7 separate regions of the Mus musculus genome follow, and regions 1, 2, 4, 5, 6 and 7 are each linked to region 3. The links are chromatin contacts, called in public HiCAR-type, HiChIP or PLAC-seq, capture Hi-C and promoter capture Hi-C maps. All regions are on one chromosome and are shown on one strand. Each heading gives the region's core, a stretch centred on a gene start, on an enhancer-like site or on the middle of the called end of the contact. The rest is flanking DNA. Distances are from core to core; before and after follow the strand shown.

What was found. Promoter capture Hi-C pulls out the DNA fragments that hold promoters and counts their contacts. HiCAR-type assays count read pairs that join an accessible place to other places. HiChIP or PLAC-seq counts read pairs in DNA pulled down with a chosen protein or histone mark. Capture Hi-C pulls out chosen DNA fragments and counts their contacts.
Region 1: a capture Hi-C map of macrophages shows a contact between it and region 3, with 6 times the contacts expected there. The contact joins the promoter of Psd3 here to the promoter of Ints10 in region 3. A contact is called at or near these places in 6 of 39 promoter capture datasets (the 3T3-L1 cell line, cranial neural crest, embryonic stem cells and 2 more), 3 of 15 datasets of contacts at CTCF or cohesin (the NIH/3T3 cell line, large pre-B cells and pro-B cells), 22 of 484 Hi-C or Micro-C datasets (3T3-L1-derived adipocytes, the HPC-7 cell line, bone marrow-derived macrophages and 15 more), 21 of 115 datasets of contacts at active chromatin or transcription factors (the NIH/3T3 cell line, astrocytes, bone marrow-derived macrophages and 13 more) and 2 of 9 other capture datasets (adipose tissue and macrophages).
Region 2: a HiCAR-type map of astrocytes shows a contact between it and region 3, with 3 times the contacts expected there. The contact joins the enhancer-like site here to the promoter of Ints10 in region 3. A contact is called at or near these places in 2 of 39 promoter capture datasets (cranial neural crest and maxillary cranial neural crest) and 4 of 115 datasets of contacts at active chromatin or transcription factors (astrocytes, bone marrow-derived macrophages, embryonic limb bud and 1 more).
Region 4: an H3K4me3 HiChIP or PLAC-seq map of forebrain shows a contact between it and region 3, with 4 times the contacts expected there. The contact joins the enhancer-like site here to the promoter of Ints10 in region 3. A contact is called at or near these places in 2 of 39 promoter capture datasets (embryonic stem cells and hippocampal neurons) and 4 of 115 datasets of contacts at active chromatin or transcription factors (bone marrow-derived macrophages, embryonic stem cells, forebrain and 1 more).
Region 5: a contact with region 3 is called in a promoter capture Hi-C map of pre-B cells. The contact joins the promoter of Zfp868 here to the promoter of Ints10 in region 3. A contact is called at or near these places in 3 of 39 promoter capture datasets (the C10 cell line, liver and pre-B cells) and 1 of 9 other capture datasets (pancreatic islet).
Region 6: a HiCAR-type map of astrocytes shows a contact between it and region 3, with 5 times the contacts expected there. The contact joins the enhancer-like site here to the promoter of Ints10 in region 3. A contact is called at or near these places in 11 of 39 promoter capture datasets (the 3T3-L1 cell line, 3T3-L1-derived adipocytes, cranial neural crest and 7 more), 6 of 115 datasets of contacts at active chromatin or transcription factors (astrocytes, embryonic stem cells, forebrain and 2 more) and 2 of 9 other capture datasets (adipose tissue and embryonic stem cells).
Region 7: a contact with region 3 is called in an H3K4me3 HiChIP or PLAC-seq map of neural progenitor cells, with 14 read pairs. The contact joins the enhancer-like site here to the promoter of Ints10 in region 3. A contact is called at or near these places in 1 of 39 promoter capture datasets (hippocampal neurons), 5 of 115 datasets of contacts at active chromatin or transcription factors (bone marrow-derived macrophages, embryonic stem cells, large pre-B cells and 2 more) and 1 of 9 other capture datasets (embryonic stem cells).

Annotation. Positions count from the first base shown.
Region 1 is chr8:67,972,605-67,976,546 of GRCm38.p6, forward strand. It overlaps Psd3 (pleckstrin and Sec7 domain containing 3), which reads right to left and starts at 1,970. Exons shown (of 16, transcript NM_177698.4): 1 at 1,529-1,970. The coding sequence starts at 1,559. Gm15991 (a long non-coding RNA gene) reads left to right here. Exons shown (of 7, transcript XR_003947558.1): 3 at 1-179.
Region 2 is chr8:67,929,405-67,933,002 of GRCm38.p6, forward strand. All of the region lies in intron 3 of Psd3 (pleckstrin and Sec7 domain containing 3), which reads right to left. Among named protein-coding and RNA genes, the nearest start is that of Gm15991, 22 kb to the right of the region's middle. Within about 2 kb of position 1,682, at least 65 of the 459 cell types and tissues checked have an H3K27ac peak or open chromatin away from gene starts, as enhancers often do. A contact at or near this core is called in astrocytes, where this site is marked.
Region 3 is chr8:68,791,208-68,795,240 of GRCm38.p6, forward strand. Ints10 (integrator complex subunit 10) reads left to right here and starts at 2,722. Exons shown (of 17, transcript NM_027590.4): 1 at 2,722-2,941; 2 at 3,404-3,471. The coding sequence starts at 2,813.
Region 4 is chr8:68,032,462-68,036,322 of GRCm38.p6, forward strand. It overlaps a transcript of Psd3 not described here. Among named protein-coding and RNA genes, the nearest start is that of Psd3, 60 kb to the left of the region's middle. Within about 2 kb of position 1,765, at least 24 of the 459 cell types and tissues checked have an H3K27ac peak or open chromatin away from gene starts, as enhancers often do. A contact at or near this core is called in forebrain, where this site is marked.
Region 5 is chr8:69,623,542-69,627,442 of GRCm38.p6, forward strand. It overlaps Zfp868 (zinc finger protein 868), which reads right to left and starts at 2,007. Exons shown (of 5, transcript NM_172754.2): 1 at 1,894-2,007.
Region 6 is chr8:68,057,409-68,061,191 of GRCm38.p6, forward strand. It overlaps a transcript of Psd3 not described here. Among named protein-coding and RNA genes, the nearest start is that of Psd3, 85 kb to the left of the region's middle. Within about 2 kb of position 1,488, at least 15 of the 459 cell types and tissues checked have an H3K27ac peak or open chromatin away from gene starts, as enhancers often do. A contact at or near this core is called in astrocytes and forebrain, where this site is marked.
Region 7 is chr8:68,081,649-68,085,545 of GRCm38.p6, forward strand. It overlaps a transcript of Psd3 not described here. Among named protein-coding and RNA genes, the nearest start is that of Psd3, 110 kb to the left of the region's middle. Within about 2 kb of position 2,108, at least 96 of the 459 cell types and tissues checked have an H3K27ac peak or open chromatin away from gene starts, as enhancers often do. A contact at or near this core is called in neural progenitor cells, where this site is marked.

The DNA.
Region 1 (3,942 bases), core at 720-3,219, 820 kb before region 3:
CCATGTCTGTCAATGTCGGCGGAAGCTTTAAAAACTACAGAGCAGCACACGAACAGCGTTCAGGTCAGAGGATGGGATAAGAAGCAAGCCATTAATTGTAGAGCAAAGTCTCTGCAACAGCACAGAGAGAAGAAAGCTTGCAGCAGGAGCCCATCTGAGAGCAACTACTTCTCATAATTGTAAGTCCCTGCAGATGTCTTCCTTTAGCCTTACCTCTTCTCTCTCCTCTATTTTATCCATTCTGTCCACTTTCTACACTTCCTCCTGTTTACACATCCACACCTCTAATATCCACTTTTAAGTTTCCTCTACACTGACTCTAGTTTATATTAAGGTTTTTTTAAAGAGAATAATGGTTCACACTGAACCCTTTGCAGCTCCACAATATCATTTGAGCAGCCATCTTTTGCTAAGGTTAACACACATGTGGTAATATTAGAATAAATTTTTCTTGCACATTTTTGTTAAATCATTTAACAGTGAAGAAATTTAAAGTGATGTTCAAAACACTGTATAGTTCTTTTAAAACTGTGAGTGCCAATTGCCAAGCAGCTAGAGTGATTGGCCGTGATAGCCAACGACAGCTGTGGGCAAGGCAGGGTGAGGTTAGAGAAGCAGCCTCACTGAGCTGGGGCTAAGCCTCAGCTGATCCACACTGGCACTCCCATCAGAGTCTAAAGTCAGGTTTCGTCCTGCAGACTGACACGAACAATTCCAAGCACATCAACATTGACCGGTCAACAGAACGTTGAAACTTGGTTTCTCTAGAGAGAGAAATAAATCTTAAAATACTATAAAATGTTTTTGACAGATAGGAAAGACACACTGAGAAATAAGAAGACAGTTGCTATAAACTTCCTGGAAAGGCTGTGATGACTTCAGCGTCAACTCCAATGAGAATATCCTGAAGTCACCCCCACCCCCTCCAGGCTACTTCAGTTCCTGGCTGTGCTTCGGACAAAAGCAGCTTGGGTTCTTTAAGAGAAACTCCTCCCCATCCCATCCAACACTAAACTAAGGAATAGCCTGTTTCCTTCTTTCTGCCTAAATCATGCAGCACAGAAAGGGTGCTTGTTTCTATAGGATGATAGAATGCCCTGTTCCTGGGAAACCTGCTTGGGGACGGGGAATGAAAGGAAGTAAAATTATAGGTAAGCATGATACTCTACTCTCCACTTACATTTTTTTTTAAAAATTAGAACATTCAGCATCAGACACTAAAACAAATATTAAAAGCTAAAGCCAAGTGAGGTACTGGGCAAAGGCGTTCAGAGGCCCCCGTTGCATCTTTCCGTTTTCTGGGCAATTAAAGAGTGCTTGGCAGGGATGCCCCAGAATGAATGCAGTCTGCTCTTTTCTATGGCAGGATTCAGCAGAACTTGGGCTAGCCCCCAGAAGTCTCCTACTGGGATGGCCGAAAGACAACACAAGCAGTCAATAATACAGACGGAAAATGTCACAGCAGCATTGCACAAGAGATAGATAATATATATTTGCCTGCATAGACCTACAAATAGAGGTTACTCACAGAGATTACTGTAGCTCCAGCAGTTACCCATTGATCATAGAAAATGCCCAGTTCATCAGTTTAACGCTTGAGAAAAGTTAACGAGAAAAGAAGCAAGCTAATGCAAAATGTGCTGTTCTAGTCAACTGGAAGCAAATTAGTTTCAAATTTCCTGGAGGCCCCTCTTGCCCTGCACTGCACACGGTGATGTAAATGGAAGCACTTTGAGCACTTGGAACCAGAGCTGAGCCGAGCCCAGGAACTGCCGCCTCAGCCCCTCACAAAGGCAGAGCAGCCCGCTCTCCTGCTGTGCTCAGCCTCGGTCGCTCTCTACCTTGGTAGCTTACCGAAGACAGCCACTGTGGGGCTTTTCTATAATTGTCAAAACTACTTCCAAGGAGATAACTGAGATGTCGGGAGTTAGCTTTAATGTAACCATTCCCCCAGTGCAGCAGCAGGAAGCCGGCAGAGGCTCTGAGAGGATCGTACCATCCTGGGTGACATCAGAGGTGGGGCTGTCATCCTAGTATTATGCAGCATTTTCTCTGATGCTGGAATGACACACATGAACCGAGATGGGCCGGTTCCCTTTAAAAGCATTTAATTCTCACGCTGTTCCGACGGAAGAGGCAAATGCAAAAACACTGCCCAAAAGCTGCTTCCATGTCAATCCAGAGCTGACAGTCTTTATCTCACTTGTAAGTGCTGCTGCCACACAGTCATTTTACTAATGATTACATTACTGTTCCTGTGACAAATTAATATTTCACAGTAATTGATAGTAATTGGAAACGTCCCATGAAAAGATTCAAAGATGTTGTGATCCAGTTTTAAAAGCAATGGGATAAACTTTCACATCACCTACAGTACTTTGGATGCATGCAATACTTTTCAAGCAATCTCAGTAAAAGCACTCCTTTTGTAAATAATAATATAAAATTAATACATAGTTAGTAACATAACACTGACTCTTGGACTTGATATAAATATTAAAAATAAATCTTGGGTGGAGAGTGTCCATTTGTGCTACAGCGCCTACCTAACCCTGAGTTTGATTCCCCAACACTGGAAAAAATAAAAAGTAAGTAACTCATCTTCAGTATCATTAATATTGCAATCAGCATGAGAAACACAGACACTTCAAAAAACTTTCCTATTTCATACACTCAGTAACCAGCAACCAAGAGCCAGAAAATGTGCTCACTTTAATTTATAAAAAATATTAATTTATAAATTTTATTTTAATTTATAAAAAATGAATGGCCACTTTTATAAATAATATAATTAGGTTAGAAAATGTGTAGTAATATGCTAGACACTGCACTAAGAAGTTTCATTTTGTGAATCCTTCTATCCCCCAGAAGTCTCTACAATAGCTACTATTATGAACCCATTTTATTGATGAGACTACTAAAATACAAAAGAGGTGTGAGTCTTGTCAGATCAGATGAGTAAAAGAGGCACCACTGGAAGGGACTCAAACTCAGACACTACGGCTCGAAAGCTCAGCCTCTGTACCACCAAGCTACACTTCCCACAAGTCTGCATGCCAAGAAAGAATTCTGAAAGAAATGTTCAGGGTTTGAAACTACAACAAACCAAGTAGGCCCATCTCTCAAGAAGACCAATTCATACGCAGGGGACAAAGATCAGATGGTGTATCTAGGGACAGCAGACTTGGTGACAGAAATGAAGCTGAGAAGTCCAGCTTGACAGCTGGCAGCTTGTCTTACTTGGGGAAAGGCTTAAAATCTCCCAGCTTTAGTTTATTAACCTCCAAGCTGTGGATGTTTAGCTTCTTGATTAGTAAACGCTGTGGTGAAGGCACAGGATCCGGACTTGTAATCTAGACTCCGTTACCTTCCAATTGTGTCACTTTAAGGTTATTTAACGTTTCTAGTCAGCTTCTTCATTCAAAACCACACAAATAATAATAGGGTTACACTAAGGATTAAATAAACTACAAATACAAATAAACCACTCAGATAGTAAATAATGATAAAAGCTCAAAAGTAATTATTGTAACTCTTATTATCAACAACTACCATTGCTTGGTGTAGAGACAGGGTCTCAAATACCCCAGGATGGCCATAACTGCTGATCTTCCTGCCTCAGTCTTCTGAATGCTGAGTTTATAGGCATATGCCACCAGCTTATTTTAAACTAAGCTGCCCGGTTCTTCTTTTTCCAAAACTCTAAGCAAAGCTGCTAGGATTGGGCAGAGGGATGAGTAGAAAGGAAGAGAGGACAATTTCTGTTGGCTTCATCCACATGTTAACCAATCCACAAATCACGGGTTTCCAAAAGATGCAATCTAATATTGATGGCAGCCTTCCGAGAGTCCTTACGATGGAAAGCATAGGACAGACACCCTTGGCTCTCTGCTTTCTTAAGCATGGGCTGCAGAAGAGGAGTCAGGAATGAAACAGCCTGAA
Region 2 (3,598 bases), core at 432-2,931, 860 kb before region 3:
TTAGGAGGTGTGGCCTTGTTGGAGGAAGTATGTCACTGTGTGGGTGGGCTTTGAGGACTCCTAGTGCTTACTCTCTACTCAGTGCAGAAGAGAGCCCCCTACTGGCTGCCTACAGAAGATAATCTCCTGCTACTGCCTTTCATATCAAGATGTAGAACTCTCATCTCACCTCCTTCCAGTACCATGTCAGCCTGGATGCTGCCATGCTTCCCACCATGATGATAATGGACTGAACGTCTGAACCTGTTTTAAAACAGCCCTAATTAGATGTTTTCCTATATAAGAGTTACCTTGGTCATAGTGTAGACAATAAAACCCTAACTAAGACAACCATCAAGCTGAAAATACTTCTTAATTCTATTTCTCAATATATTATAATAATAAGACAGTATTAGTTTGTCAAGAGAAAAAAAGTAGATAACATGCTGCAATAACTGTGCGAGTACTTTTTAGGGATGATGTTTGACCAGGAAAAAAAAAAAAGTAACTAACAAATGAAGTGTGCAAGCAGATTGTTTTGTTTTGAGGGGTCTCCAAACTTAATGTACCTATATTTCCTTCACACACAATCAAAGCACCATGTTCACTCAGTCATGATAATTATACCAACAAATGATACCATAAGACATGGACTACATTCCACAAACATTATTTTCCTAATAAATATCTGCAGGTGATATAACTGTCTACATATCCATCCCAAAAGGGGGATCATCGCCAAGGATGGGGTGGGAAGAGTACAGGGTACTGAGGTGGTAGATAACTAGGAAGCATTGTCTGCTGGACACAGAAGTGCATCTGCACATATGAACTTACAGTGGTTCATGGTAGTGAACATGTACAGTGGTGCATGGTAGTATGTACGAAACCTATGTGAGCCCAAGCCACACCAAATATCAGCAAAGATGGGAAGCACAGACTCACACCCCAAGCCATGGAGCTACGGGCAACTGTTAGCAGCTAGAAGAGGGAGAGACAGTTTTCTAGAAGAGGGTAGTAGAATCTAGTAACACAACCAACCACTCCCCAGGAGAAACCCACATACCCAAAAATATTTTAGGCAACACAAGTTGTTGAAGGATTAAAAAAAAGTTGGGTAGGCAGGGAATTTGGAAGGGTGTATTTGGAAGCATATAGTGAATATTATCAAAACATATCCTATGGTATATGAACTAATTTTTTTAAAAAGCTATATAAAACTCTCAAAAAACTAATTTTAAAAGACATGAAAATTTCAAAGAACTAATGGCAAATATATATAAAAATGTTTTCAAGTGTGAAAATTAATTCAATGGTCAGTTAAATATGAAGTACTAATTAGAAAAATATTTGAAAAGGAGGTTCAGAACAACAAAATTTGTAAAAAAAAAAAAATAGCTAGGAACAGAAACACTACAGGATTAATACAGAGAAAGCTACATAATTTAGCTCAGAGGAATAAAGTACAAAGAAATAAACACTGTGATGGTTTGTTTATTTTGGTTATCAACTTAAGGCAATTGGAGGATGCCTAGAAGATTGGTGAAGCACATTTCTGGGTCCTGGGTTGTTTCCAGACTGGAATGTGGCTCAGTAAAGTGAAAGAGAAACAATACCCTTCCCTGGATGGAAAGCACACTTACAGAGAGGGACTCAGAGGAATGCAAAGTCGGGCGTGGCTCCCAAATGCATTTGTGACTCCCTGAAAGAAGGTGTGGGCTTTTGTTTCTGCTTGACTCTCACTGCTACTGCTCTCACTTACACAAAGCCTACTCTAGACTCTCCAGTGGAGGAACTCTGACTCTCACCAGCAGCTGTCCAGGGGCTGTCACTTGTATAAAGCTGACTCTAGACTCTCCTGTGCTGGAACTCTGACTCTCACCAGCAGCTGTCCAGGGACTTTTCAGGCTTCCACAGCATGGGGATACATCCCTGTCTTTCCATTTGAAGCTTCCACTTTCCTAAGTGAGACTATTCCCCTGGCTCTTCAGTCTCCAGATTGCCTTTGTGGGGTGTGTGTGTGTGTGTGTGTGTGTGTGTGTGTGTGTGTGTGTGTGAGTGAGTGTCTACACACACACACACACACACACACACACACACACAGGGTGGGAGGAGGAAGAAGAAAGAAAGAGGGAGGTATTTATACTATTGATACACATTACTGTGATGAGCCTTAATAAATGTAAACATTATATGCCTGGAATAAATATTTGATTCTGCCCTCTGTCCTTCTAATAAAATCCAAAGGTAATATAAAAAATAAACCTAGAGGGCCAGCAAGATGTCTTAGAAGGCTATTGCTAGTCAGCCCAAAATTTTGAGTTTTATCTCTGGGACCCCTATGATGGAAGAGCAGAAACAACTTCCCCAAAGTATCTGAGCATCACATGTGTGCTGTATCACGTGCTCATATATATATACATATACACATGGGTGCAGAGAAAACAAGCAAATAGCAATGTTTTAAAAGAAGGTAACTATGTAGAAAGAAAAGGAAATAGAACTGGATGTTTAAATTTCCTCATAGAGATGTTTCTGACCTTTATACTCACAGAAATATAAATTATATGAGCAATACAGCCAAGAAAAATTAAAATGGTGACTTGGAAAAAGCCCACACCAAAAAAAAAAAAAAACCTTTAATATAAAAAATAAAGGAAATAAATAAATGTGTAAGAAACTGTCCTGCATATTCTCATCTCTGTGCCTTGGCTAAAGAAGCTGCTTTCACCGCAGGTCCCTTGATTTGAGCTGTCTGGAAGAGAAGCCAGCATCTGTTGAAAACACGACACTTTTCTCACTCCTACACATCTGGGACACAGACATCCATGGCACTTGGAATATGACAGTATCTATACTAACAAATCTCGTGAAGTAGAATAGAGTTAACTAGCAAGGCACAGCAATACCAGGTACAATAAAGTCAAATGGAAACAAAGAAACAGAACACTGCACACCTTCCAGTTCAGTTTGGAAGGAATCTTCCCCAGTCTATTCAGGGACTTAAACCTGGTACCCATAATATTCAAAGAATAAAACTAGTACAAGTACATTTTCAGCCTACTGCAACTAGAGCCCAAACCTAAACAAGTGTCCACAAGTAATATAAGTGGTAAGCATGTAAGAACTAGACATGTCGTAGCCGGGCGTGGTGGTTGCGTGCCTTTAATTCCAGCACTCAAGAGGCAGAGGCAGGTGGATTTCTGAGTTCAAGGCCAGCCTGATCTACAGAGTGAGTTCCAGGACAGCCAGGGCTACACAGAGAAAACCTGTCTCGAAAAACCAAAAAAAAAAAAAAAAAAAAAAAAAAAGAACTAGACATGTAGAGAAATCATCAGTATCAATGTAAATTAAAGCAATCAGCTTTTCCCTCTATAAAACTGGCAAGGATCAGACAGATAACACACTATGAAGTGTGAGAAGGAATACAGACATTCATACACTATGGGCAGAAGTGCAAACATGTTCCACTCTAAGAACAAGACATAACACAACAAGCACTTCAAGACAAGCAAGGTGTCTCAGAATGAACATGCTTCCCACAAGGCTGAGACCTATGTCTGACTCCTGGGAGCCATATGGTGGAAAGATAGAACATTGAATTCCCCTTCTTCTCTCA
Region 3 (4,033 bases), core at 1,472-3,971:
CTACATTCTTCACCAACAACTATCTTTAGTCTACTTACTAACATTCTTCTCTGAAGCCCCTTGAGCTCACCTGTCATAACGGGCATCTTTCAGCACTACTGCCTTTGGTGCTCCTTGTAGTATGTCCCATTAAAACCCAGTCAAAGTGTTCAACTGCTTTTCTAGTCCAAAGTTCGAACATTCCACCAACACGCAGTATGGTCAAGCCTGTCACAGCAATACCCAACTCCTGGCACCAACTTCTGTCTTAGTGTTCTATTGCTGTGAAGAGACACCAATGCCAAGGCCAACTCTTATAAAGGAAACATTTTAATTAGGGCTGGCTTACAGTTTCAGAGGTTTAGTCCACTGCCATCATGGCAAGGAGTATGGCAGCATGTAGATAAGCTGCTCAAGAAGTAGCTGAAAGTTCTACATCCTGATCTGCAGGCAGCAGGAAGAGTGAGACTCCAGCCAATGACACACCTCCTTCAAGAGGACCACACCCCCTAATTTTTTTCAAATAGTTCCATTCCCTGGTGACCAAGGATTCAAACCAATGAGCCTGTGGGGACCATTCTCATTCAAACCACCTGTGAATTTTCAGAACTCCTATTCCCTCTTTGGTCTCTCTCTCTCTCAGATTTATTTATTATTCTATGTAAGTATACTATAGTTGTCTTTAGACACACCAGGAGAGGGCACAGATCTCATTACGGATGGTTGTGAGCCACCATGTGGTTGCTGGGATTTGAACTCAGGACCTTCAGAAGAGCAGTCAGTGCTCTTAACTGTTGAGCCATCTTTCCAGCCCCTTTGGTTTCTCTTTTTTGTTCTTTGCCTTGTTTAGTCTGACACTGCCTACATAAACCAGGGTGGCTGAGCCATCTTTCCAGCCTCTTTGGTTTCTCTTTCTGTTCTTTGCCTTGGTTAGCCTGACACTGCCTAAATAAACCAGGGTGGCCTTGAAGTGACAGAGGTCCACCTGCCTCTGTTCCAAGTACTGGTATAAAAGGTTTGAGCCACTATGGCCAGCTAAATTTTCAGACTTCCTTTAAAAATTCAGGATAACCAAACTTGAGTTTGACATTTTTTGGTGTTTTACCTAAAACGACACCCCTCTGTCTCTGCACTTTTTGAATCAGCACACTAATTCACCACAAATTTTTACTACTTGTTTATAAATTATTCATTAGCAAGCCTGTATTTTTACATTTCTATAAATAAGATCGATATAAAACAATAAAGGAACTTAAAAGAAAGTTCATTCAAAGCTTAATATGAATGAGATGGTTTGGCCAGGTCTCACCTTGCCTTGGATGATATGTTCACGGTAGGGAAGCCACCTGAGCTTCTAGGATCACAGAACAAAAGAGAGCAACAGATCAATGCATTTGCCAGCATAGACATCGGGTAGCTGGGCTAGAGAAAGGTTGGGAAACCTCTTCCATAAAGACCAGGTATTATTTCATTCTTAACTTGAAGGTTACTGGAGCTTCAAGTCTTCCAGGCTTAAAGATCCCTCCTAAAAAGCTTATCTGGAAGAAGACAGTTAGGTCAGATATCAGAGATGATGTAGATGTTTATTGCCCCAAATAGTTTTGTTTCGTAGCCTATGTCCCTTCTCTTCACAAATAATCTTTGACATAAACAAAGCTTCATCCAAGAACTGCAATTCACTATTGTAATGTTTATATTCATATTTATTTTTAATATCTGTATTTTTTACTTAAATAAGTAAATTCCTAATTTCTTTGTTAAAGAAAAAAAAATTAATCAGAACAGGCACATGTCCTTAATTCCAGCACTTTGGAGATGGAAGTCAGGAATCAGGAGTTTAAGATCATCCTCGTATACTTGCCAAGTTTAAGGTCAGCTTGGGCCATGACCGAATGTCTCAAAGGAAAAAAGAAAAGAAAACCAGCTCTGAATTCTTCGATGTCCTGGTTTTAAGTGGCAAATGATGGCTACAGTTGATAGGAACTATATACAAACACCTATAAGAAATATATATATATACATGCACTTAGACGGAAAACCAAAGCTAGCAATTCACTTTCCGGACACTTCCAATTCAATAAATGAATATTGCCTTGTCAACAGAACAGGGGGACTGTTTTGTTATTGTGGTTGTTCAAATGCAAAACCAAAGCCAGGATTTCGGTACCGATTTATACTGCAGCTATTTTCCATTGTTCAAATGATCAAAGTTTTTTTGTTTTTTTTTTGTTTTTTTGTTTTTTTTTGTTTTTGTTTTTGTTTTTTTTTTTAACTCTTGCAGAGCAGGTGGTTCGGACATCCAGCCGAGCATCTTCTAAATGCTAATTTTTCCGTATAGGAGAAAAAGAATAAGATTCAGGCGAAATAATGCCTGGGGCAGGGGCAAAGATGTTGGCAAAGCTCAAAAGCAACAGGCGATCCAGGGTCTTTCCGCATGCGAGGGTGGGGTCGTCTTGCACAGTCCAGGCCCAGCCCTCCGCGACACTTCGAAACTACACCTTAACCCTGGGCACCAGGTTTATTTACACCGAAGGACCGCCGCTCCGTGTCTGAGCGTGTCGCGGACCTTCAAACCCGGGCTGGAATCAAAGGAGAACGCAAGAACCTGGAGCACAGGGTTGCCGACTCTGACGCTTACTCCCAGGCGGTCAGCGGCGCGCTACCATCGACGGATGGCAATCCGAGTAATGAAAATCCAGGTCTCCGTAGTTTCCATAGGACTCTACAGAACCTCTGCGGCCTGTGGTTGGCTGGTCTCTGGGCATGCGCAGTGGCCACCTGGGGGTTGGCGGCGCCCTAGTGTCGCCTACTGGAAGGGCAAAAACCCGGGACCATGTCGGCCCAGGGCGACTGTGAGTTTCTGGTGCAGCGAGCCCGGGAACTAGTGCCCCAGGACCTGTGGGCAGCCAAGGCATGGCTGATCACGGCCCGCAGCCTCTACCCGGCCGACTTCAACATCCAGGTGAGTCAGACCCGGCGCGTCCGCACGCGCGGAAGAGAGCGTTTGGCCGAGCCCAGTGGCCCTGGGCGCTTTGCGCGGCCGCTGTCCCCCTCCCCACGTTGCTCCTACCCTGCTCCACAGGACAGTTGACCAACCTTTTCCCCAGCACCTGCAAAGGCGGAAACCATACAGTAAATCCGGGTCTGGTTGATCCTGTACAGTGCATCTTTGCCACTAGGGCCCAGGGCATTCATTCATTGATCATGGTAGCAGCCATCTGTTCAGTTGCTGCTTCTTTGGGGACGTTTCTACTCCACTTGATCCTAGAAGCCCTGCAGATGGGGTGAATTCTGGGCCACCAGGCTCTCATTTCCCTTCGTGGGTGTTCTGGGTGAAGGCCCACCTCTGAGCAGTGCTGCAGGTGGGCTGGAGCTGGACCAGCTACCACCGTGGAAGCCGTTGACCCTGTCTGCCTTGTTTCAGTATGAAATGTACACCATCGAACGGAATGCCGAGAGGACTGCCACCGCAGGGAGGTTGCTGTATGACATGTGAGTTAACTGGGATCGTTCTGGGAGCTATTGTTGATATCTGAAGGGGTCCTCTTCAGATATGAACAATTGATAGTAGCAGTCGGGGCTCTGCAAGATCATCCTCTTCCCTGGTACCCAGAATTCAGGCCTTAATTGCCAACAGGCGTTCTACAGAGACGACTTTTTAATTCTTGTATTTTAATCCCCAAATTTGTAGCCAGTGATTTATCATAGGCTCATTACAAACATTCAGACAGCAATTGATAGAATGAAATGTGAAATCCCTTCTAACCCAGAGCTAAGTTTTGTGTGTCTCCATATGTATACATACATACACTGGGTAGCTGATAAAAGCGAGGCCATTCTACCCTGAAGTGTACTTTCATAACCCGCTGTTGTGGACCCTCTGGGTCTAGTCTATAGAGACAACTGATGTTCTTAATGGCCATGTATCATTTTCTGGGTGCATGGTTAATTTCCAATTTATTTATGTTTGGAATGTCAGTGAGTAATTCTGCACCCATATTTTGATGTTTTGTAGCTAAGGGATATGTACAATTCATCATCTATCAAATTACTC
Region 4 (3,861 bases), core at 515-3,014, 760 kb before region 3:
TTGTGAGCTTCTTTTAGCAGAATTACCTGTTTACTTGTGTCTGCTTCAGCAAAATGTTCCCTTATGAGTCTTAGCAAAACATTCTTTCACTTGTGTCTATTTCAGCTAAACATTCCTTTTTGTGCTTGCCCCAGCAAAACACCATCTAACATAACTGACTTTCTAAATAACCTGTAAGTTTTTACTTCACTGCCCATTCTTATTCTTTCATTTAACCTTAATTATCTTCATATAATGCAGTGGCTCTCATGCTATGACTCTTTAATACCTATCCTCATGTCGCAGTGAACCCCCAAGCATAAAATTATTTTACTGCTACTTTATAACTGTAATTTTGCCACTGTTAGGAATTATAATGTAAATATCTATGTTTCCCAGTGGCCTTAGGTGACCCCTGTGAAAGGGTCATTTGATTCCCAAAGGAGTCACGACCCATGAGTTGGGAACTGCTGATATAGTGAGTTTTGATTTCAGCGTTACAAATTTTACAGAGAAGTAACTCAGTTCTTCATGGACTTAATCTTAAGTATACAAAAAGCTAAATGTAAAAGTAGAGCTGATATTTCTCTATTGTTTATATTGGAATATTGTTGATATTTCTATTAAGGCAGGGGTGGACACTGCAGCATAGAAGACAGCGACTATCAATTTTTCAGCAACTACAGGTCATGAAAAAATGTGTACCAAGACATTACTTCACTAAAGCTTTACTTCAGGGTAGAAATGGCTAGTCTGAGCACTTACTACTGTCCTCCTAGAGGCCGTCTCTTCCTCGGGATCACACTGATACTCAGCAATGGAACTTGATCCTAGGTAGTCAAACTCCACAACTACTCAACCCAGCTCCTACTAGATTTAACAGCCTGCAACGTAATTGAGAAAATACCTCTACTTACAAATGGAAACTCCAGAAAAGTAAAACACTAACAATCACATAACACCATCATCTATTTTTCTTATCTACCCATTCTTTCCCTATGCTATCAGAAGTATCTGCATGAAAAGCCATGGAAGTAGGTGATGTAAATGAAGAAACAGGCTTCCAAAGACTTCTTCGAAGCGATGGTGACTAGAAGAAACACAAAGGCACCAGGATTCAATCCACAGCCAAGTGGTTTCAAATGTGAAATCCCAGGTTCTATCGTGTGACCTATAACCTACTCATACTGAGCTCTTGCTTGGCCCGGGGCCTGGGACCTGATGGGCTTCAAAATGTGCTGGAAGTGACTTAACTTCCTATAGAAGGCCAAATGTAATCTATGTCTTTCTTTCAAGAGGGGAACGGCCCAAGGAGAGGAAGTTCTAAGAAACAAAATCAGGGTTTCCAACACCAAGTCCTGTGGCCATCTGACAAATACTTATGGTCAAGGGAACACAAACAGGAGTGAGCAGAAAGGAAGTCTCACTCACCTAGACACTACATTCTAGAAGGAATGAACACTCAGACTCCAAATACAGTCAGACATATAACGTACCAAGTAAAGAAAGAAAGAGAGCAGAATAGCGGGACAGAGGATGGAATGGGTACTACCGGAGAAACAGTGGTCAAGGGACATCTTGGTTTAAACTGGGCTCAGAAGACCTGAGAGTTAGGACAATCAGTGGATCCTGCACTTTTATTACGGATCAGAACTTCCTTGTTTTTAACTGGGAGGAAAGAAAGAGTGGATCACAGTGCGAACTGAAAACAGCAGGTTGCAGTGAAAGGAAAGTTAGAAGGCTTTTCTCCCTTGACTGCAAGGAAGCGGTTACCATGGCCTGTTGCCATGGTGTTAGGCAACTAGAGAGAGAGGCATCCCAAGCACCAGGGTATGAAGAGAAAGTACCAGTGAGGAAAAGACAAAAGGCCAGCAGAAATGTCTCTCCCTGGGGTATGTGACAGGCAGCAAGCAAAGCTTTCCAAAAAAAAAAAAAAAAAAAAAAAAACACATGGTGGAAGCCAGGGGAGGAGGAGGAGGAAGAGGAGGAGAAGAGGAGGAAGAGGAGGAGGAGGATACTACTATTGTGAAAAGGGGCTTTGCCCATACTCTACCCACTTTCTCTGTCACTGGCTGTCATAGTTAGGATTTCTATTGCTGTGACAAAAGACCATGAATCAAGTGTGGGAGAAAAAGGTTTATTTGGCTTACACTTCCATATCACTGTTCATTATGGAAGGAAGTCAGGACAGGAACTCAAACAGGGCAGGATCCTGGAGGCAGGAGCTGATACAGAAGCCATGGAGTGTGCTGCTTTCTGCCTTGCTCCCCATGGCTTGCTCAGCTTGCTTTCTTATAGAACTCAGGACCACCAGCCCAGGGATGGAACCACCTACCATGGGTGGGGTCCTCCCCCACTGATCACAAATTGAGAAAGTGCCCTACAGCTGGACCTCATGGAGGTGTTTCCTCAACTGAGCCTCCTTCCTCTCTGATAACTCTAGCTTGTGTCAAGTTGACACAAAACCAACCAGTACACTCACCCATCAAGATACCTACTGCAATATGTAAAAAATCAAAATGAAAGAGCAGCACATGTCTCAAGCACTTCACACATCAAATTACACTACTTCTAGGTAGCCATTTTCTGAAATTCTCATTCTTTTTGCCAAAATACAGCTTCCATTTCAACTTAACTTAGCAGCAAAAGTGAATGAATTTTCTTAAACGAGGGATGACTGAGGAGTAAAAGACTGTGGTAGAAGGGAGAAAAGGTATGGTATAAGGTCAGTCAGAAAGATTATAGGCTATGGCTGGTATGTACAGCTATTAGCAGATAGAATGGTCTAGTATAGCCTTTTGTATATTACCTCTAAGATTGAACCAAAGATTGAACCAGATAAGGAGCATTAATACTGACTTATCAAGTAAGCTAATAAACATTTATTCCTCTCCATAGACACTTCCAAGATCTTGTAATCTGATATTATTAGTGACAGAAAGCTAGATATGTTCATTCTGCTATTAGATCAATGTATTAGGAGTTTTATAAATTGTACATAAGGTCAAAATCCTCCTTAAAGCACAAACAGCAAATTCAAAACAGAAGAAATATTAACTACAAATAAGCATGCCAAAAATATTTAAATCTTAACACATACTCAAAGAAATGTAGATGAGTCAAGATTTTCTAAATAATAAATAATACCATGGATTATTGGGAAATGGGTATTCAATCATGCCCTCAAGATCAAGTTTCTTATAACCCACTAATTACAAGAATAAAGTGCATACTTACTTCCATCTACCATTCATATAAGAAGTTTCCTAAGAAAACAAGTAGTATTATTGAATATCATAATGAAAAGCTGAAAGTAAAAGTTTCACTATTATGTAGTGGAAATCTATAATCATTAAAAAGCTTATGCTGAAAAGGTATTTGCAATGTATATGAATTTTTTTTCTTTACTTTAAACTGTCCATGGAAATCACTTAAAACAGCTGGAGAAATGGTTCAATAGTTAAGAGCACTTGCTGCTCTTACAATGTACCCGGATTCAGTTCCCTGCACTCACAACATCATTTCACAACTACAAGTCACTATAGCTCCAAAGAACCACACACCTTCTTATGGTCTCTGCAGACATAGGCACACGTATGATATATATACATACATGCTGGGCCTCACACATACACACAAAAATAAATAAGTTTATTTTTAAGTCATTTTAAAAATAAACTCTCCAAGAGAAAAAAATGAATTAAGGTATAGCTATGGTTTGAATTTTTCTCCTTCAAAACTCATACTGAAATTCAACTGCTGTGTGACAATATTACGAAGAAAGTCTACTGGGGGATGATTTCACACACTATGTATGCATACGCTGAGTACTGTGCCCAGAGATCTGATTGCAGTCTGGACACAGGCATTGCTAAGCATCTC
Region 5 (3,901 bases), core at 757-3,256, 830 kb after region 3:
AACCTAATAAAGCAAGTGCTACTGCAGGATCCTGGACGTGAAGTGTTGAAGGGCACAGTCGGCTGTGTCCTGTCCCAAGTTACTCCATACTGTGAGAAAACAGTGGTTTTCCAGACAATGCCTTGCCCTGAGTGACTCCATTTGACTCCATTTTGAGGAAAGAGAATGACTCCAGCCCCTTGGTACATGCACAAACAATACTATCTGTTCAGCCAGATATCACAGGCTTGTTCCTGAGAACAGAAAGAGGGCTACTCTGTAAGTTTATCAGGGTGAGTTGAGACTAGATGGGCATGTATTACAATGCTATCAGGGAAACCAGGGAAGGGCATAAATCCCTCTCCTGGCCTCTTAAATTGATAGACACCTACTAGCACTAGGATGTCTGACCCCAAACCATCCTATCGTCTGATAACTAGTATATAGATGAAGAAAGGACAAGTAGAGACTTTTGTCCCTGAGGTTTCAATAGGCCCCATGACTCACCTACTCACCTGCCTGGCCTTCCACCTAGTCCCTATCCAGACCTGGACCTGAGCCCACAGTTGCCTGCTCTCAGGGCCTTCTATCTAGAACTAAGCAGCATGGCTGACAAGCCTGAGTCCTCTCTGTGACTTCATCAAAGGCTCGCTCCCTGTGGCACAATTGTTTTGAGTTCCTTTTCATATCAGGACAAACTCTACCTACATTTCTCTCAGCCTACTTCTAAGTATTCATTTTATAAACTAAATATATGCAGAGATATACTGTGTGCTTTGACATGAGAATTAATATTAACAATTAAAACTAAAAGAAGGGCTGGAGAGATGGCTCAGTGGTTAAGAGCATTGACTGCTCCTCCAGAGGTCCTATGTTCAATTCCCAGCAACCACATGGTGGCTCACAACCATCTGTAATGGGATCAGATGCTCTCTTCCATTGCGTCTGAAGAGAGCGAAAGTGTACTCACATACATAAAATAAATAAATCTTAAAAAAAAAAGACTAGAATAAAACCCACATTAACCTTGTCCTAATTACAAATGTAAGTGAAATCACTTGGCAAATTGCTGCCATCAAAACCTTTTAAGTTTATTGTTATTCAAAAATATTTGATACTTTGGGGAGATACAAATGTGTCTATCTTATTTCTAGCATAGTATGCTCATGTTCTCAGTTTAAACTAGTAGTTCAACATACTTCCAATAAAAATGCTAAAATAAACAAGAAATAAAGGTTGTGTGGAAATGAAGAAAAGGACCAGAATGGTGAACACAATACAGAAGAATCGACTACAATGCTTCCTGACTAACAGTTCTCGGCGAACCTCGGTACGCAAAACAATGCACTATTTGAGGGAAGAAAAATTAACAAGCCCACAAATGCATAAGCAGAAATAAAAACAAAAATATAATCAAAGGATGTCTGACCGAAGAACAAAATAAATTCAAGGAGACAAGTCATCTTTCCCAGAGCTGGTTTTAAACATCTTTGCAAAGAAACTCACTGGACTTTACAAATGTCGTAAAATTAACCTAAAGAGGTTGCCACACTTACATGTGGAAAGCAAAGTTCAGAACTTCTCGAAGACAGCACAAAGAACCTAGACAGCCTTAGTCTAGCAAGCAGCCTTCAGCGCACCACCAAAAGCAGGACGTCCCCGCCAGCCCGGATCGTGACGTCATCCGCGTACTGGCTTCCGCCCATCCCCCGCCCCCCGCAGGGCGGGACCTCCCGCTCAGCGCTGACGCCAAGAGGATCAGGGCGGAAGTACCTACGGACCGCAGGCGGAGGCCCAGGTCGCAGCCCCGACGTCCCCGCGTTCACTGCCCCAACCCCAGGGAGGACCCACCACCCCGGCTCCCGCAGCCCAGCCGGCCGCTCCTCCCATCAGGGGACAGCGGCCCTCGCTCACCATTGCCAGGCTCCGAGCTCACCCGCGCTCCCCCACACAGCTCCAAGCACTGGCTCCCACAACGGCTTTCCTCAGTTTCGGTGAAGAACCTTTAGCTAACATGGCGGCCGAAAAGAACCCGCCCCCCCGCCTCCTAGAAGCTTCTGATTGGACAACCTGTCTGTAGCTCCTGATTGGTTAGAACTGCTCTAGGTGATCTGAGTGACAGGAGTAGCTCCTCTTGCAGTTCCTTAGGCTGTGAGTCTAGAGCCCATTGTTTAGTGTTGCGGTGGCCAGCAGGTGTCAACATAGGTTCATGGCTCTTGTGTACCTCTAGGTGTGCCCTACTGAATGATTCCAGGACCCTGACCAGTGAAAATAGTTAACGATGTCAGGCCAGTTTTGTGACTCTGACTTACCTAGGGACAAGTCCGCTGAAAGAACCAAACTAGTGTTTGGTGATGACAGTTCAGGGGGCACTGTACCATAGCTTCTTCAGAATATTTTTGTTGAGACTCTTCCTTTATTGTGTACAAGAGCCTCAAACTCGTAGTCCGCCTCAGTCAATGTGCCTAAAGCCATTTTTTTTCTTTTCTTTTTTATTGGATATTTATTTACATTTCATATGTTATCCCCTTTCCCGGTTTCCCTCCCTCCAAGAAACACCTTATTACATTCTTCCTCACCCTGTTTCTATGAGGGTGTTACTCCACCCAACCACACACCCACTCCCACCTCCCAGCCATCAATTCCCCTATACTGGGGCATCTATCGAGCCTTCATAGGACCAAGGACCTCTCCTTCCATTGATGCATGACAAGGCCATCCTCTACTTCAGTCCTTTCTCTAACTCCTCTATTGGGGAATCCCATGCTCAGTCCAATGATTGGCTGCCAACATCCATCTCTGTATTTGTAAGAATCTGGCAGGGCCTCTCAGGAGATAGCCATATCAGGCTCCTTTCAGCATGCACTTCTTGGCATCCACAGTAGTGTCTGGGTTTGGTAACTGTATTTGGGATGAATCCCCAGGTGGGACAGACTCTGAGTGCCCTTTCCTGTAGTCTCTGCTCTACACTTTATCTCCATATTTGCTCCTGTGAATATTTTGTTCTCCTTCTAAGAAGGACCGAAGCAACCATACTTTGTTCTTCCTTCTTACTGAGCTTCATGCAGTCTGTGACTTGTATCCTGGTTATTTGGAGCTTTGGAGCTAGTATTCACTTATCAGTGAGTGTATAAAATGTGTTTTCTTTTGCACCTGGGTTACCTCACTAAGGATGATATTTTCTAGTTCTATCCATTTGCCTAAGAATTTCATGAATTCGTTTTTAATAGCTGAGTACTACTCCATTGTGTAAATGTACCACATTTCCTGAATCCATTCCAGATTTGAAGGATCAAATCTTCAAATCAGGGATCAGGGTTGTTTCCAACTCCTACCTCTTATAAAAAAGACTGCTATGAACATAGTGGAGCATGTGTCCTTCTTACATGTTGGAGTATCTTCTAGTTATATGCCCAGGAGTGGTAGAGCTGGGTCCTCAGGTAATACTATGTCCAATTTTCGAGGAACTGCCAAACTGATTTACAGAGTGGTTGTACCAGCTTGCAATACCACCAACAATGGAGGAGTGTTCCTCTTTCTCCACATCCTCTCCAGCATCTGCTGTCACCTGAGTTTTTGATCTTAGCCATTCTGACTGGTATGAGGTGGAATCTCAGGGTTCTTTCGATTTACATTTCCCTGATGACTAAGGATGCTGAACATTTCTTTAGGTGCTTCTCAGCCATTTAGTATTTCTCAGTTAAGAATTCTTTGTTTAGCTCTGTACCCCATTTTTAATAGGGTTATTTGGTTCTCTGGAGTCTAACTTCTTGAGTTCTTTGTATATATTGGATATTAGCCCTCTATCAGATGTAGGGTTGGTAAAGATCCTTTCCCAATCTGTTGGTTGCCTTTTTGCCTTATTGACAGTGTCATTTGCTTACAGAAGCTTTGCAATTTTATGAGGTCCCATTTGTCAATT
Region 6 (3,783 bases), core at 238-2,737, 740 kb before region 3:
TTATCAGACATGAGGGGGTAAGTGAGAACAATTTCCAAAGTCTACCAATGCCTAGTCAGTAAACACACCCCAGCAGCCAGAATGTCAAGAGGGATACGTCAGCTCAAGTCAGACAATGACATCCCTTAAAGCACTTTACCTGAATGCCTTGCTGCATAGCACAATAGCCATAAGCTAGCTAGGACTTTACAAATTCACTGAACTAAATAAAATGTAAAATTCAGCTCTTGAGAATAACCATATTTCAGGTACATACAGATTCTGGCTACTGAACAGGGGCGGTCTGGGACATTATGAACAGGACAGAAAGATCTACTGAAGAATGCTGATGAAGAGGATAGAGTCCATGAATGTTCACAGGTGCTGAAGTTTTAGGAACAGCAAGGCCAGTATTTACCAATTGTAGAGTTTGACTCTCTTAAGAATGGCTCTAGGTCTCTACATGTTCCTTGAAGGTTCTTTTAGGTCAGCTTAGGTCAGTGGCAAAACCTGTTCACAGACTCCGCGAATAAATGAGTAGATGAATGAATAGTATGCGCCTTAATTTCTGCCCTAATTTACGCAGAAGATATCAGGGCCTGGAAAGCAATAGTGCCTTGTTTATTTGTTTTGTTTTCTCATGGAGATTTTATTAGAAGATGCAAGTGTCAGCAGGCCAGGCAAGGAGCTTATAGACCCTGCAGAGCCACCAGAAAGCAATCTGTAAATCTGTCCAAAAGGAACTGCATCATTCGAGCAGAAAGCTCCAACCCGGGGGCTGATGAGATGGCTCAGCGGTTAAGAGCACCGACTGCTCTTCCAAAGGTCCTGAGTTCAAATCCCAGCAAACACATGGTGGCTCACAACCATCCGTAACAAAAATCTGATGCCCTCTTCTGGAGTGTCTGAAGACAGCTATAGTGTACACACATTAAATAAATAAATAAATAAATCTTAAAAAAAAAAAAAAAAAAAAAAAAAAAGAAAGCTCCAACCCAAGAAAGTAGTATACACTCCCCAAAGCTCTTGACGCGCACACACAGGGTTAGTCACAGGAGATGCCCTGAAAGATCGAACAGCCTGATGCCAATTTCATGGTAATTTTCTACTGCAAATTTGCTAGAAAGTAATACAATGGCAAAGCCAGCAAGCATCTAACTGCACACAGTCTGTGCCATTCACTCAGAGTCCCCTTGCCTCAGTGTCCTGTGACTCATTCTACCTTGCCCAGCAGCTTCTTGGAAAATAAAGTTTTCAAAACCCTGAATTCCAAAATAGCTAGCAGAAGTTCACCTACGGAAAAGCAATCCCATTAATGCTTCACCAGTGACCTCCTGCAGGGCAAGCGAGGGAAGCTACAGCAGCTTTTTAACATGTTCTGTTTCCCATGTGCACTGACCGACAGCCACAGAAGAGGCAAGCTGCTTCATTTCTCAATGTATCTTTCCTTAGCGAAGGTCTGAGAACAGAAGGCTAGACAAGCAGGGAGCAGCTGTGGCCTGATCTTATGAAAGCCCTCTGCTGGTTCCCTAGCCCCCTCTTATTGTTTCAGACAGACTTTCAAAGAGCCCTGAGCTCCAGTTCCTGGGAAAAAATAACAAGGAAAAGCAGTCCTCTCTGTGTCAACACCACTGTGGCAGAAACATCCAGATACTTCTCTGAGGTGACATAATTAGGAATTAGAATAAGCGAGGCTCACATTCAACTTTAAATTGTTAATCTGCTTCATCTTTTATTTTAATTATTTATGACTATAGGGTACTCTTTAATGTTCTCTGGATAAGAAATTATACAATTTCTATCTCTTGAGCCAAGAAATACTATTGCTGCTGTTTAAGCCAATAGAATTGTTGGTGAATTAGTCTGATAAATTAGTCATTGCCTTTTAGAGCCAAAATGTCAGTTTCTGCAGCACAGAGTGCTAACTGTGAGGCCATAGGAAAGGGATTAAGCAGACCCCTACTTGAGTTTGAATATTTGCTTCACAGCTTTAATAGCTGTGGGATCCTGAGCAACAAAAATTTCTCAGGACTTCCAAAATAGAGATGATGACAGTACTGACTTCTCGGCTATGCACGTCATAACTCAGTCAATATTACCTATGCCTGTGGCACCTCACTATAAAGAATGCATTTTCTAAAAGGTAGGGCTTGAGATGAGACTAAAGACAAGTCTGCTTCTCAGACAACCTGCATGAAAAGAAGGGTCTTCCAAACACAAGGACTTGAGTCTGCTCCTGAAACCATGTACAGAATGTGCCAGACACAGTGGTACCCACATGTAATCCCATCACTGGGGAAACCAAGACAGGAAGGCTCACTAACCAGCCACCAAAAGTGGATAGGTCCTAAGGACCAGCACCTGATGTCCTCTGGCCTGCACATGCACATGTGTACACATCCGTGCATATACACAAACTCACAGCATGAAAAAAAAAATGGCAGCCCTGACGCTCTCATGGAAGGAGAGAACTGGTAGCTTTCAGCTTCCTTATATCACAGTCATTGCCAAAAGAGAATTATCTACCACCTCTGTGCCCTGGAGTTTCAACAAAGTCCTTGTCAGCTTGGCAACGGTAACTTCGATTTCAGTTTGTTGACATTCTGGGCACAGCAAAAAATCGTTCATTTGGTAGGGCAAACAAACATTGCAAGGACATGTGCTATTTTTGTGTAAATAAGATATAGCATAAGCAAAGATTCATTATTAATGTTATGAGCTACACATTATTTTCCAACAAGGCACAACAATTTGGATTGTAAAACTTGTCAACCACACACTTCAAATTCTCATTATATACTCAGTCACTACAAATAGCAGCAGCATTTGGAACTTTGGAAAATGGTCATATAACTCACAAACACAGAATAGAATAGTATTAAGTAATACAGCACCATTTCATTTCTGAATGCACATACAATATCACAAATAACACAAGCTTACCAGGACATGAACACTGAGAACTAACAAACTGGAGAATGTCATCAATATCTTAGTATAAAATCTAGAGAACCTCATTAGTACTCCCTAAAATTAATCAAGGTTAGTTTAACTCAGAACTCAAGAAGTGTGTCTGTAGGGATACTGCTAAGCACTGGCGTGGCATACGTCAGCCATGGGTTCAATATTTAGCACTATTTTAAAACTCAAGAAGAAAACCAAAGACCTCTATGCTTGGTCCTGGAAGAACATGGTGGAGAACACTTGCAGCAAAACGTGATTCGGCTAGACCAGACTTCTATAACCATATTTCACATACAGGCTTTGATTGCATTGTTTCTTTTCCGTCAGCCTAAAGCTCAATTTAGTCTGAATATGTTGCAGACAAACCTGAGAATGAGCGCCACGTATTACTCACCTTTTAATCCCACCCAAACTCCAAAATACCAGCTTTTTCATAATTGCCAAGTGGTGTTATCTCCATACTCCTTAAAGAAAGCAGCCTTAAAGCCAAAGGACATACACATCTTGATTTTCACAGCTTCGCCTCTGAATGAAGACCCAGATTAACCCATTATAGCACTGGTGACTTCGCTTATGAATAATGAATGGCAAATCACTCCAGAATGTCTACAGGGAATTTGTAAATACCCTAAGCAGGGCTGGAAAAGCATTTATTGGGAGAGAATAGAAAGTGTATTTGTTCTCTCTCAGCAGGGAACATCCTCTCCCCCACATCTTTTTTTAAAAGCTAACCAACTCAAGCCTACAAGGCCCAGGGCTTCTTTTAGGACTTCCAAGTCTGTAAGACAGACTAGACTCCCTGCTTCCTCAAGATCCTCCTTAGAACCTACTCAGAGTCTC
Region 7 (3,897 bases), core at 858-3,357, 710 kb before region 3:
TGGTTGTGAGCTACCCTGTGGGTGCTGGGAGCCAAATCCAGATTCATTGCATTCATAATAAATGCTTTTAACCACAAAGCCATCTCTCCAATGGGCCAGCTTTAGTCTAATCAGCATTAGAGTCTGAATGTTTTCCTCTAACCCTTAAGCATCATTGCCATGTCTGTAATTGGTAAATTGAACTGAGTTTGAAGTTTATTTCATTGAGCAAACTCTGACTGAGATGATCCCATTGGAGATAAGAACACTGTGTTGTGTAGGGATGAGGGAATGTGACCTTGTTGGCTTAGGCTGCATGGAGCCCTTCATTTACTCACTGTTTTAGCATTGAGCAATTTCCTTTCTTGAGCTTTCCCTTTCTCATTGAACAAATAAACCAGGTTCCCAGAACCATGGCTCTGGCTGAGGTCAGATTCAACAAAGGGCACTGCATACTCTTACTCAATCTTGGCACTGTGCGCTTTTATCCTTTTGTTCTGCTTCTTGAAATGCCCAAGTACAGTATAACCTTGCCTTGAATTTTCAAGGCAAGCCAAACTGTCTTTTCTTCCAAGGTTGATGCAATGTTGGATTACTGCATACAGCTCCAGATGCGGACTCCTCAGTAAGAGCTGATGAGGTTTTGTTGTACCTCACAAAAGAAGTACTGTTGACATTGCTGAGCAGTATTTAATACCAGCTTTCACCATCACTCATGTCTTAACAAGTGCAATGGTTGGTTAGTCCTGCAATAGAAGCAATGACTTTAAAATAGGTAATGACAGATATACAGTCCTCTATTATAGGACTATGGTGAACACTTGTCTTAGATCAAGAGAGGTCTCTGCCTGTAGAATGCCTGGATAATTAAGGGTTAAATTTTATGACTGGCAGCCCTGGGGCAAACAGCTGCCAGCAATTACATTTTTTCAGTGATTCTCTACAAACCACCACTCTCTGCCTCTCTGGGGCTCCCTGCCAGCAGGACTTTTATTCCTATGGAAATGTAGCCATAAATCTCTTCAGGAAGCAGAAAATAAGCTAGGTGCTTGAGTAGACAAGGTACTTAAGAACATAAGCACACACACACACACACACACACACACACACACAGAGAGAGAGAGAGAGAGAGAGAGGGGGGGGGGAAGAGAGAGAGAGATGCAATGGCAGTCAGCTTCTGATTATCTATTGACAAACTTCACTGTGGATTTCAAGCCTTGAGGTGCCTCTCAACCCTGGCAGCTCCCTGAGTTCTAGGCTACTCCCCCAGGACCTCTAGGGTATAGCAAAGCTGATTCAGACTACAGATTTCATTACACACAGGGATTTGGGATCCCTGAACTAGAGGGGCCATTAAATACATGTAACAATATTATTTATATGATAAAATTCCTCCACTGGGGATTGGTGCCCTGGCTAGGCATCACCTCTCTTCCTGGAGCTTTTCCAGTAGTAAAACCCTGGGAGTGGGAGTGAGCAGAGAACAAATGAATGGAGGAAAAGACATTGATAAGAGAGCTGAGGGCTGGCAGAGGGGGGAGGGGTGGAGCAAACAGCTTTTGCTCCGCCTAAGTTGTACTGTTGAGCCCTAAGGGCAGAGCCTGATTCATTGCTGTTCTCTACGACCTTACATAACACCTGGCACAAGGAAGTACTCAGAAGCAATGTGGTGAGTGATATGAATTAATCAGCAAGATCTGTCCCTCTCCTCCCTATGGACAGAAACATGTTAGCAAAACGACCACAATACTTGTACTCCGGGAGAAACTGACATAATACCCTGTCCTAGGAGCCAAGTTTTAGACTGGTAGGCTTTCTGGTCTGATGATTCTGGTGGCAGATAATGTCTACTCACCTTCAAGTTTGGTCACTGAATGTCTTTGGCTTAGACTTGTTGAAAAAATGAAATACTATGCAAATTTGCTTTCTATCCTTCGTTATGCAGTAGCCCTGGCTTGCCCAAACCTAGAAACAAGTAGCATGCACATTCAAAGACTTCAAAGAGCTAGGGCAGCCGGCTTCTGATTCATTCTCCAGAAGTCTCTGCCAGAAGTAGCAGTCAGGGTGAGGCCAATGGGCTTGTTGGCTTCCCCCTGGGACTGAAATAAAACAGCAAGCCTGGTGAGACAGTGGAACCAGTCTTCTCGGCTCTTCAAAGAGGCCCGGTTCCACTCTCTCCTCCAGGGCACATAGTCCTGGCAGATCTATTGCCTGAAAACAGAAGAGCACCTGGAGACACTTTTATAGGATCCTTTTATGAGGGCAGTGTGTTCTTTTATCCCCCTCCCCCTGCTGGTTAAAGTCCACACCTTTGAAAGGCAGATTTCTAAAGAAATGGTTGCAGCTTTGAGCGCAATAAAAAGCAGTGAGTTTGTGAAGATGGATGGATAAAAGAGCCTAATAGTACTCAGCCATTGAATGAATAGTTTATGTACTCTGCATGGTTTAATTACCAATGTGCTAGCTTATGAAGAACGAGTACTGGCTTAAAATCAGCAAGTGGCCAATAAACACGGAACTGTGAAATGTTTGTTGAGCTGCAAGCTGGCAGGATAGAATGTGATTATGAATCTCTAAGTAGATCCATTCACAAAATAAAGAAGACCAACATTGTTTATTCTGCACGGGCAGGGGAACAAGGAAGTATAACCGGGTCTTCTCATGTCACATAAACTTGGGACTGCTGCACAAGATGCCATTTTCCTTGGACCGCTAAAGAGAAATATGATAGAAATAAGCTTTACCAACAGCAATTCATTTTCTCAGGGTTCTGGAGGCAGCAAGTGTCAGCAGGCTTGATCGCTTGAGGCTTCTTTACTTTGCTTGCCAATGGATGTACCCTGTGCCACATCAGGGTCACACTTGATGCATGTACGCCCTGGCTACTCTCTAATTCTTGATCTTCTTGCCATAGCCTACTGAATATGGAGATTGCAGGTGACTTCAGTCAGCTTGCATTAGTGCTACCTCTGGTGACCTCAGTTTCCCTCACCTCTTCACAAACCTCATCTTCAAACACATTTACATGTGTTAGTTAGTATAGGAACATGAATTGGAGGGAGCACAATTGACTCTCCAAAAGCTTCTAAACTGAGGTGTTCTTTTTAAAGAAGAGAGAAAAATATCTCCCACAACTGTAGTCTTACTCACAAACACAACAGTTGCACTCCTTATGCCTCTGAGTCACCGTGAGCCTCTAAGACTCTACCTGGGAGTTGTGTGACCCTTTCACAGGGGGCGCATATTAGATATACTGCATATTAGATGTTCATGTTACCATTTATAATAGTAGCAAAGTTAGAGTAATGAAGAAGCAACAAACATAATTTTAGGGTTGGAGTTCACCACAACATAAAAAACTATATAAAAGGGCCCCATATTTGGAAGATTGACAACCACTGCCCTAAAGTAAAACTCTCTGTCTTTGATCCATCTCTGATGCATGTCAGCTTGCTTGTTAATTGATTGTTTGCCATTAATAATGCTTAAAAAACTATTACAAGAGAAGGTGATGTGTTTATAAAAAGATAAAGAGGTATAAGAATATGTTCTATGGGGGTGTGGCGAGGTGTGGGGGAAGGGAGCGCCTCAGCTAGCCCATTCCAAGGCATCCTTTCCCCATGAGGGACCAGCCACACGATGGTATAGTATAGAATAGTTTATTCTGGGCATGGGGAGGGGAGTCAAGATGGTAGTAGAGGCAGAGAAAGGCAGAGAGAGGGAGAAAGTAGAGAAGTAGAGGCCACGTGGAGAGAGGGGGAAAGGGAATGCGGAGAGAAGGGGAGCAAGAGGGAGAGGCAAAAGAGAGGGAAGAGAGAGAGAGGAGAGAGAGAGGAGAGGAGAGAGGGGAGAGGGGCCCAGCAGCCCCTTTTATAATGGGCCAGGCCTACCTGGCTGTTGCCAGGTAACTGTAGGGAA